Linked DNA regions of Oryctolagus cuniculus: region 2 is linked to region 1. Evidence: chromatin contacts called from public Hi-C data. All regions are on one chromosome and are shown on one strand. Each heading gives the region's core, a stretch centred on a gene start, on an enhancer-like site or on the middle of the called end of the contact. The rest is flanking DNA. Distances are from core to core; before and after follow the strand shown.

Evidence for each region. A called contact is a pair of places that touch in the nucleus more often than the background predicts.
Region 2: a Hi-C map of liver shows a contact between it and region 1, with 3 times the contacts expected there. The contact joins the promoter of CDA here to the enhancer-like site in region 1. A contact is called at or near these places in 2 of 6 Hi-C or Micro-C datasets (liver and an unstated tissue).

The regions. Positions count from the first base shown.
Region 1 is chr7:150,129,864-150,133,150 of mOryCun1.1, forward strand. PINK1 (PTEN induced kinase 1) reads right to left here. Exons shown (of 8, transcript XM_008265769.4): 4 at 1,376-1,558; 5 at 902-1,065; 6 at 624-751; 7 at 149-385. Among named protein-coding and RNA genes, the nearest start is that of DDOST, 10 kb to the left of the region's middle. Within about 2 kb of position 1,993, at least 1 of the 8 cell types and tissues checked has an H3K27ac peak or open chromatin away from gene starts, as enhancers often do.
Region 2 is chr7:150,170,074-150,173,789 of mOryCun1.1, forward strand. It overlaps CDA (cytidine deaminase), which reads right to left and starts at 1,365. Exons shown (of 4, transcript XM_051858024.2): 1 at 775-1,365. The coding sequence starts at 928.

The DNA.
Region 1 (3,287 bases), core at 743-3,242:
ATGAAATCTTCCAGCTCTCTGTATGGGGCCTTTGTATGAGAGGGAATCTGTGCGTCCCTGCGGTGCTGGGCCAAACCCCTCCTTTGGCCCGGGGTGTGAATGCAGCTGCTGTCCATACAGCCCCCCAGGAGCCTGGGTGCAGCCTCACCTTGGCTGGCTCTCGCTGGAGCAGGGACTTCACCAGCTGCCTGGCGTCCGGGGGCACCGACGGAGGGAGGGCAGGCAGCTGGGCCTCCTGGTAACTGCGGCTCTCGAGGCGGGCCCTGCCCTGGCCGTAAAAGGGGTTGGCGAGCCCGAAGATCTCGTAGGCAATCGCGCCCACTGCCCAGGCGTCGGCCTTGCTGTAGTCAATCACCGTCCTGGGGCCAGGACAGGCCGTGGACACCTGATCAGAAAGCAGGAGCCGAGTCGTGCTGCGGGCAGGTCCCCCGGCCCCTGGGAAGGAGCTGAGTGAGCTGCGGCTCAGCCCGGAAGAACTGGCTCGGGGCAGGTTAAAGCAAAGGGAAGGCGCCTGTGCCAGCTCACGGCTCAGAGGTGGGAGTGTGGGGTAAGCCCCAGGGCTCGGGTCTCGCCCGGTCACTCGGTGGGAACCGGTGACGCCGAGGGCACACGGCGGGACTCACCTCCGGAGCCATCAGGCAGCCGTTGCCGCCCCGATCCACGTACCAGCTGGTGAACGGCAGCTGCAGGCCGACGTGCTCGTCAGCCAGACAGCAGCCGAAGTCGGTGATCACCAGCCAGGGACAGCCGTCTAGGAAGACAAAGTGGGCAGAGGTCAGTGACTGGCGTGCCCCGCCCCCCGCCCTGTGTTGGCGAGGCCTCGATGGGTGTCTGTTCCCCAGAGGGCTGAACAGGGGGGCCCCGGGGGCTCCCCATGCCTGCAGATCCCCGCTGCGCCCACCTGCGTCCAGCTCCACGAGGATGTTGTCAGACTTCAGGTCTCTGTGTGCGATGCCCTGCTGCACCAGGTGAGCCACGCCCTCCAGCAACTGCAGGGTCATCACCGTGGCCAGGCGGGGGCTCGGGGTGTTCACGCGAAGGTACTGGCGCAGGGTGCAGGGGTAGCTGGTGCCGAGGGCACATCACCGTTAGGCTCCGCCTCCCCTCTTCCCCTTCCCCGAGCTGTCCTTCTGTCCCGCCCCCACATGGAACTTAGGATGTTGGGCTCACGCGGTCACTGAGAAGCCCATTACAGCATCGCTGGGCGGGACAGAGGGTGAGGGGGGGAAGGCCAGCCACAGAGCAGGGACAGTCACCCAGGAGCTTTCTTCCATGACGGCCACCCCAAAGGGAACAGCTCCCCAGGCAGCCCTGTCCCTCTGCACGGCCGTCCTCCCGCAGGGGCGCCCTGGGGCCTGCCGGGCCCGCCACTCACTTCTTCATGACGAGGAACAGCGTCCGTCCGTGGCCCAGGCCCTCAGGGTGGAGGCGTGGGGGCAGCACGTCAGGGTAGTCGACCAGGGCCCCCGGCAGCAGTGGTACAGACGAGGTGAAGGCGCGGAAAACCCGGATGATGTTGGGGTGAGGGGCCAGCCACTTGGGACGTCCCTTGGATTTTCTGTTGGGCCGAGTGGCCAGGACCAGACAGGACAGAAAGAAAGGAAACAGCCTGAGGCCACGGCAAGCTCCGGCACTCCATCCACTACTCCTCCATCAAACATTTTTGTAGATTTAGTACCCGCCACGACGGTGGGGAACACACGGTGATGTCCAGGCCACCCTGCGGCCCCCTGCCCACTGCCCGGCTCTGCTTCCCAGGGCAGAACACAGTGGGCAAGAGGCCTGGAATCAGACTGCCTGGTGTGGATTCCAGGTCTGCCCCCTGAGCCAGCCCTTGGCCAGCTGGTACACTGAGGCCGCTGAGGGGTGTCAAGTGCCTAGGGTCACCTGTTAGCTGTCACGCAGCACAGACAAGGTGCTAGCAGGCCGGGGAGTCCCCGCCCAGGCGACCGTGGTGCAGCAGGGGAGGGCCCCACTGACTTCACTGTGCAATGGTTAAGGCAGGGACCTGGCCTGAGCTGACCTATTCCAGGCTCCAGCGCCGCCTCTGTGGGAGGACTGGCGGGCACAGATGCACTTAGCAGCAGGGATGTCAGCTGCCTGCCTGCCACTCCTGCTCCAGGAAGCCCAGCTGACATCCTGGCCGAGACCCAGGGGCTGCCTGCCGGGCACCAGCCCCCAGGACGGGTGCCTGCTCCAAGGGCAATGGGTCTACAGTAACATGGGAGTCGGTGGGGGGTGCGGCCACGCACGTGCTAAGCTGCTGCGTCAGGAGCCGTCCGTCCTGGGGCAGCTTGGCGGAGTGGAGGGGTAAGTGCAGACGGATGACGGAGAAGCAGGAGGTGCACCTCGCGGGGGGCTCCTAGGAGGTGCAGGCAGGGGACACTCCCGGGGGCTTGTGGGGCAGAGCTGCTCCCGCCACAGCCGTCCTGCACTCCATGGATATGCGCCTATGGCACAGCCGGACGGCAGCGAATCTACAAAGACGTCTGATTTATGACTAAATGGTGGGGGGCTGGCTGTGGCGTAGCAGATAAAGCTGCAGCCTGCTGGCGTCCATATGGGCGCCAGTTCGAGACCCAGCTGCTCCACTTCTGATCTAACTCTCTGCTATGGCTCCTGGCTTCAGACTGGCGCAGCTCTGGCTGTTGTAGCCATCTGGGGAGTGAACAATCGGACAGAAGATCTCTCTCTCTCTCTCTGCCTTTCTGTAACTCTGCCTTTCAAATAAATAAATAAATATTAAAAAAAAGACTACATGGTGGGTTGGCATTGTAGCACAGTGGGCAAAGCCACCACCTGTGACGCTGGCATCCCATGTGGGTGCCAGTTCAAGTCCTGGCTGCTCCATTTCCGATCCAGCTCTCTGCTAATGTGCCAGGGAAAGTAGTGGAAGATGGCCCAAGTGCTTGGGTCCCTACTCTTGTGGGAGACCCAGAGGGGGCTCCTGGCTTCGCTCCGGCCCAGTGCTGGCCATGGCAGCCGTCTGGGGAATGAACCAGCAGATGGAAGACTCTCTGACTCCCCCCTTCTCTGCAACTCTGTGAAAATCAATCTGGGGGGGGGGCTGGATGACGATTCATGCTGTGAAATGACAGAGGGGCGTCAGGCAGGTGACATCACAGCAGTGAGGATTCACGTCCGCCCTGGGCAGCTGTTTCCTGCACAGAGGGCTGGGGAGGGGAGGGCGGCAGCACCACGCTCCTGGGGCCCAGCAGGGACTCAGCCACCCGGGACTCTTCCAGGCCACAGGGCTTCTCCATGCCTATCCCCACACGTCGCTGTCT
Region 2 (3,716 bases), core at 115-2,614, 40 kb after region 1:
GGCTAGCAGCACCCACCCCCTTCCTTTCACAGGGGACCCTCAGTCAAGGGCACTTCTCCCCCTCAAAGGTGTTTGAGACCCAGGCCACCGACAGAACCTCGACACACTGGACACTTGTGGCTGCGTCCTGCCACGCCCACGCCATGTCCCAGATGTCCTGAACGGCTGCCCCTAAGCTTAACAAGTTTGAATTTGGGTTTTCAACAAAAGCAGCAAACCAAAGGAAAGCAGCTCAGGGGTCCCTTCCCTCCCAGCTCCCCAGGCTGTCACTCACGGCTGCACCCCAAGACCCTGGGCCAGGCCCACACCCCGCTGACAGGGACCCACCTGGATGCCCTCTTCCCCCCTCCAGCATCCCCCAGCACCACTGAGGCAGAGAAGAAAGCAGCGCTTTGGGGACTCCAGTCCCGGTTGACCATGGGCAAGTCATATCCCCTCTAGGGGCCTCAGTTTGTTCATCTACAAATGGGCACAACACCTAGGTTAGGGGTTGGAGGCCAGGACATTTACTGATACGCTCTGTGGAGACCTTGGCAAAGTGCCTATCACAGAGCAGGCTACGAAGCTATTAACCCCGCCCATGCTCCAGATCCATGGCCGCCCCCTCCTGTCTCGCTGCAAACTTCCCTGGCCACCCCAGGCTCGCCGCTGGCCCGGGGCAGCAGCTGAGTTTCCGAGGGTCCGCGCGAAGAGGGGACGCGCTGCACCGCTCTCTCCGCCGCCGCTGCCCGGCCCCCTCCGACTCCCCGCCCCCGCGCCGGCCGCCGTCCTTACCCGAGAAGATCCTGCCGTCGCCCGTGAGCAGGGCGGCGCCCACGGGGAAGCGGCTGTAGGGGCAGTAGGCCGACTTCTTGGCCTCCCGGGAGCGGAGCAGCAGCTGCTGGACGTGCTCGGGCTCCAGCGCGCGGGACCGAGGCTGCTGGGCCATGTCGGTCCCCGGGTGGGCAGGTGCCGAGCGCGCGGCCGGCCGGCGCTGCGCCCGGAGCAGGCGGCTCCTCCCCCGGGGTGTGTCCCCGCGGCGACGGCCGGCCGGAGGCTCCCGGGGGCGTGCGGGATGCGGGCCGGCGCCGGTCCGGGAGCGGAGCCGCCCACAGTCAGCGCCCAGGGCGTGGCGAGAAGGCGGTGGCGGCGGCCGCGCGCTTCTGCCGTCCCGCCCGCGCCCTCGTGGATGGGGCCGGGGTGCGGTGTGGCCCGGGTCAGGACCAGCGGGTCGCGCGGGGTGCCCACGTGAGCCGCAGAGGCGGGTGTCCGGGGAGCGCCCGACTGTCCCGGCGGGTCTGCGCAGAGCGGCGCACCTGGTGCCTCTCGGGCGGGAGTTTCTGTGGACACGAGCGCGGCTCCCCCGTGCCTCCTCTCCCCCTCTCTCCTCTGGGAAAGCGAGCGTGCGGGTTTTCGGGATGCGGATTCCCGGAAAACCCTCCCAGCACCGCAGCCGTATGCTGTCACCGCCCATCAGCCGGCCCCAGGGCGAGGGCGAAACCCCAGCTAACAGGGTCCTGGGTCAGGAGTCCAGATGTGGGGTGTGCTCGCCAGTCTGCCTCTGGGATTGGTCCGCCTTCCACGGCACAAAGCTTAAAAGTCCCCAGTTCTCTGGCGCCTCCTGCACACATAGGCTAGGGTCTGTCTTGCTGTCTAAACTCTGTGCCCACACACTCCCCAGGGAATCCGTGTGGGAGCCAGAGGGCCAGACTCCACGGGCCCACAGTTCCCTTCTTGGTCTGTTGAGTGACCGCTCTCCTTCTCTGAGGGGAGGGATGAGCTGAGAGGGCAGGGCTGGAGCAGCCACATTGATTTGCAGAGTCAGGAGTGAGAAGAGCAGCAAGGAGACCGAAAGCTGCTTCGCTTTATTTTCGTTCATTTGCCCTCTGACCTCTGCCCACCCCACCGCAGAATTAAAAGTATCTCAGGGGCCGGCGCCGCGGCTCACTAGGCTAATCCTCCGCCTAGCGGCGCCGGCACACCGGGTTCTAGTCCCGGTCGGGGCGCCGGATTCTGTCCCGGTTGCCCCTCTTCCAGGCCAGCCCTCTGCTGTGGCCAGGGAGTGCAGTGGAGGATGGCCCGGGTGCTTGGGCCCTGCACCCCATGGGAGACCAGGAAAAGCACCTGGCTCCTGACTCCTGCCATCGGATCAGCGCGGTGCGCCGGCCGCAGCGCGCCGGCCGCGGCGGCCATTGGAGGGTGAACCAACGGCAAAGGAAGACCTTTCTCTCTGTCTCTCTCTCTCACTGTCCACTCTGCCTATCAAAAAAAAAAAAAAAAAAGTATCTCAGGGGCCGGCGCTGTGGCGCAGTCGGTAAAGCCACTGCCTGCAGCGCCAGCATCCCATAGGGCACTGCTTCCAGTCTGGCTGCTTAACTTCCAATCCAGCTCCCTGCTAATGCGCCTGGGAAAGCAGCGGAAGGTGGCCCAAGTGCTCGGGTCTCTGCCACCCACATGGGAGACCGGGAAGAAGCTCCTGGCTCCTGGCTTTTTCCTGGCCCAGCCGTGGCCATTTGGTCATCTAGGAAGTGAACCAGCGGATGGAAGATCTCCTTCTCTTTAACTCTGCCTTTCAAATAAATCAAATCTCTATTTCAAAAAAGTATGTCAGCAGAGGACACTCTTGAGAGGCAGAGAGAGAGAGAGAGAGAGAAGAGCGAGCGAGCGCTAGCTCCCGCCTGCTCATTCACTCCCCCGAATGCCCACAATGGCTGGGACTAGGTCGGCTGACCGCAGTCCAGGGCTCCCACATGGGTGCAGGGAACCAGTTCCTTGGGCCATCGCCGCTGTCTCCCTCTGGGGTGCTCGCTAGTAGGAAGCTGGAGTCAGGAGGCAGAGCCGGGAGCCGTGGAACACGGCCGTCTCAGCTGCCAGACTAAATGCCCACTGCTCCTCTCCTCTGTTTATTGCCAAAACGGACACTGGGTTGGCGGCGCTGTCACAGAAACCTGGGGTGGGAAGACTCCCTGCGTTCAAACAGGCACCGGAGACGGTGGAGGGGCCGAGAGCAGCCGATTAACCAGCAGGCTCAGCTGGAACCGGTCCCTGGGAACCGAGCGCCAGTCCCAGGTTTCCTACGGTGTTTGTAGGTTCATCAGCATCACACCCGAGCTGTCCAGCGTTGCTGGCTTTCCATTGCAGCCTACGTGACTTAGGACCACACTCCCCACGGTCGGTGCGTCCGGTATGTGTGTAGAAGAGATACCAGGGGCAGATTTAAGAGGACAGGCTTATTAGGCATTGACAACAGCAGAACTTAGGACATCCTCCCTCCCTGGACAGGATCACAGGGGGAGCTGCCGCACTGGCTCGCTGGGAGCAGCCACCTCTCCCGCGTGTGCTGGGGCCGGGGGTGGTGTCGGCTTTTCTCTCTCTGTCTCTGGCTGCAGCCCTATTTCCTCTGCAGTGACAGAAACGGGTTTACGTCCTGACTCAGCCGCTTGCTACGTGTGCGACCTTTGTCGGGTCACCTGACCGCCCCAGCCGCGTTGCCTCATCTCCACAGTAGGGACAGTGGTCATTGCTGTTGGTTCCAAAGGAGCAAGCGCTCTGGTGCTGCGTAGACCCAGTTCTCCCGTTCCTTAGCCTTGTGACCTGGGTAGGTCACACGGCTCCGAGCCTCAGTTTCCTCATCTGTAAAATGGGTACACTCACAGTGCCTCGTAGTGATGCTGTGAGGATTGAATGAGGTCATCCGTGTACAGCGAGGCTGCTTGGGGGACCAAGCTCCGGCCAGA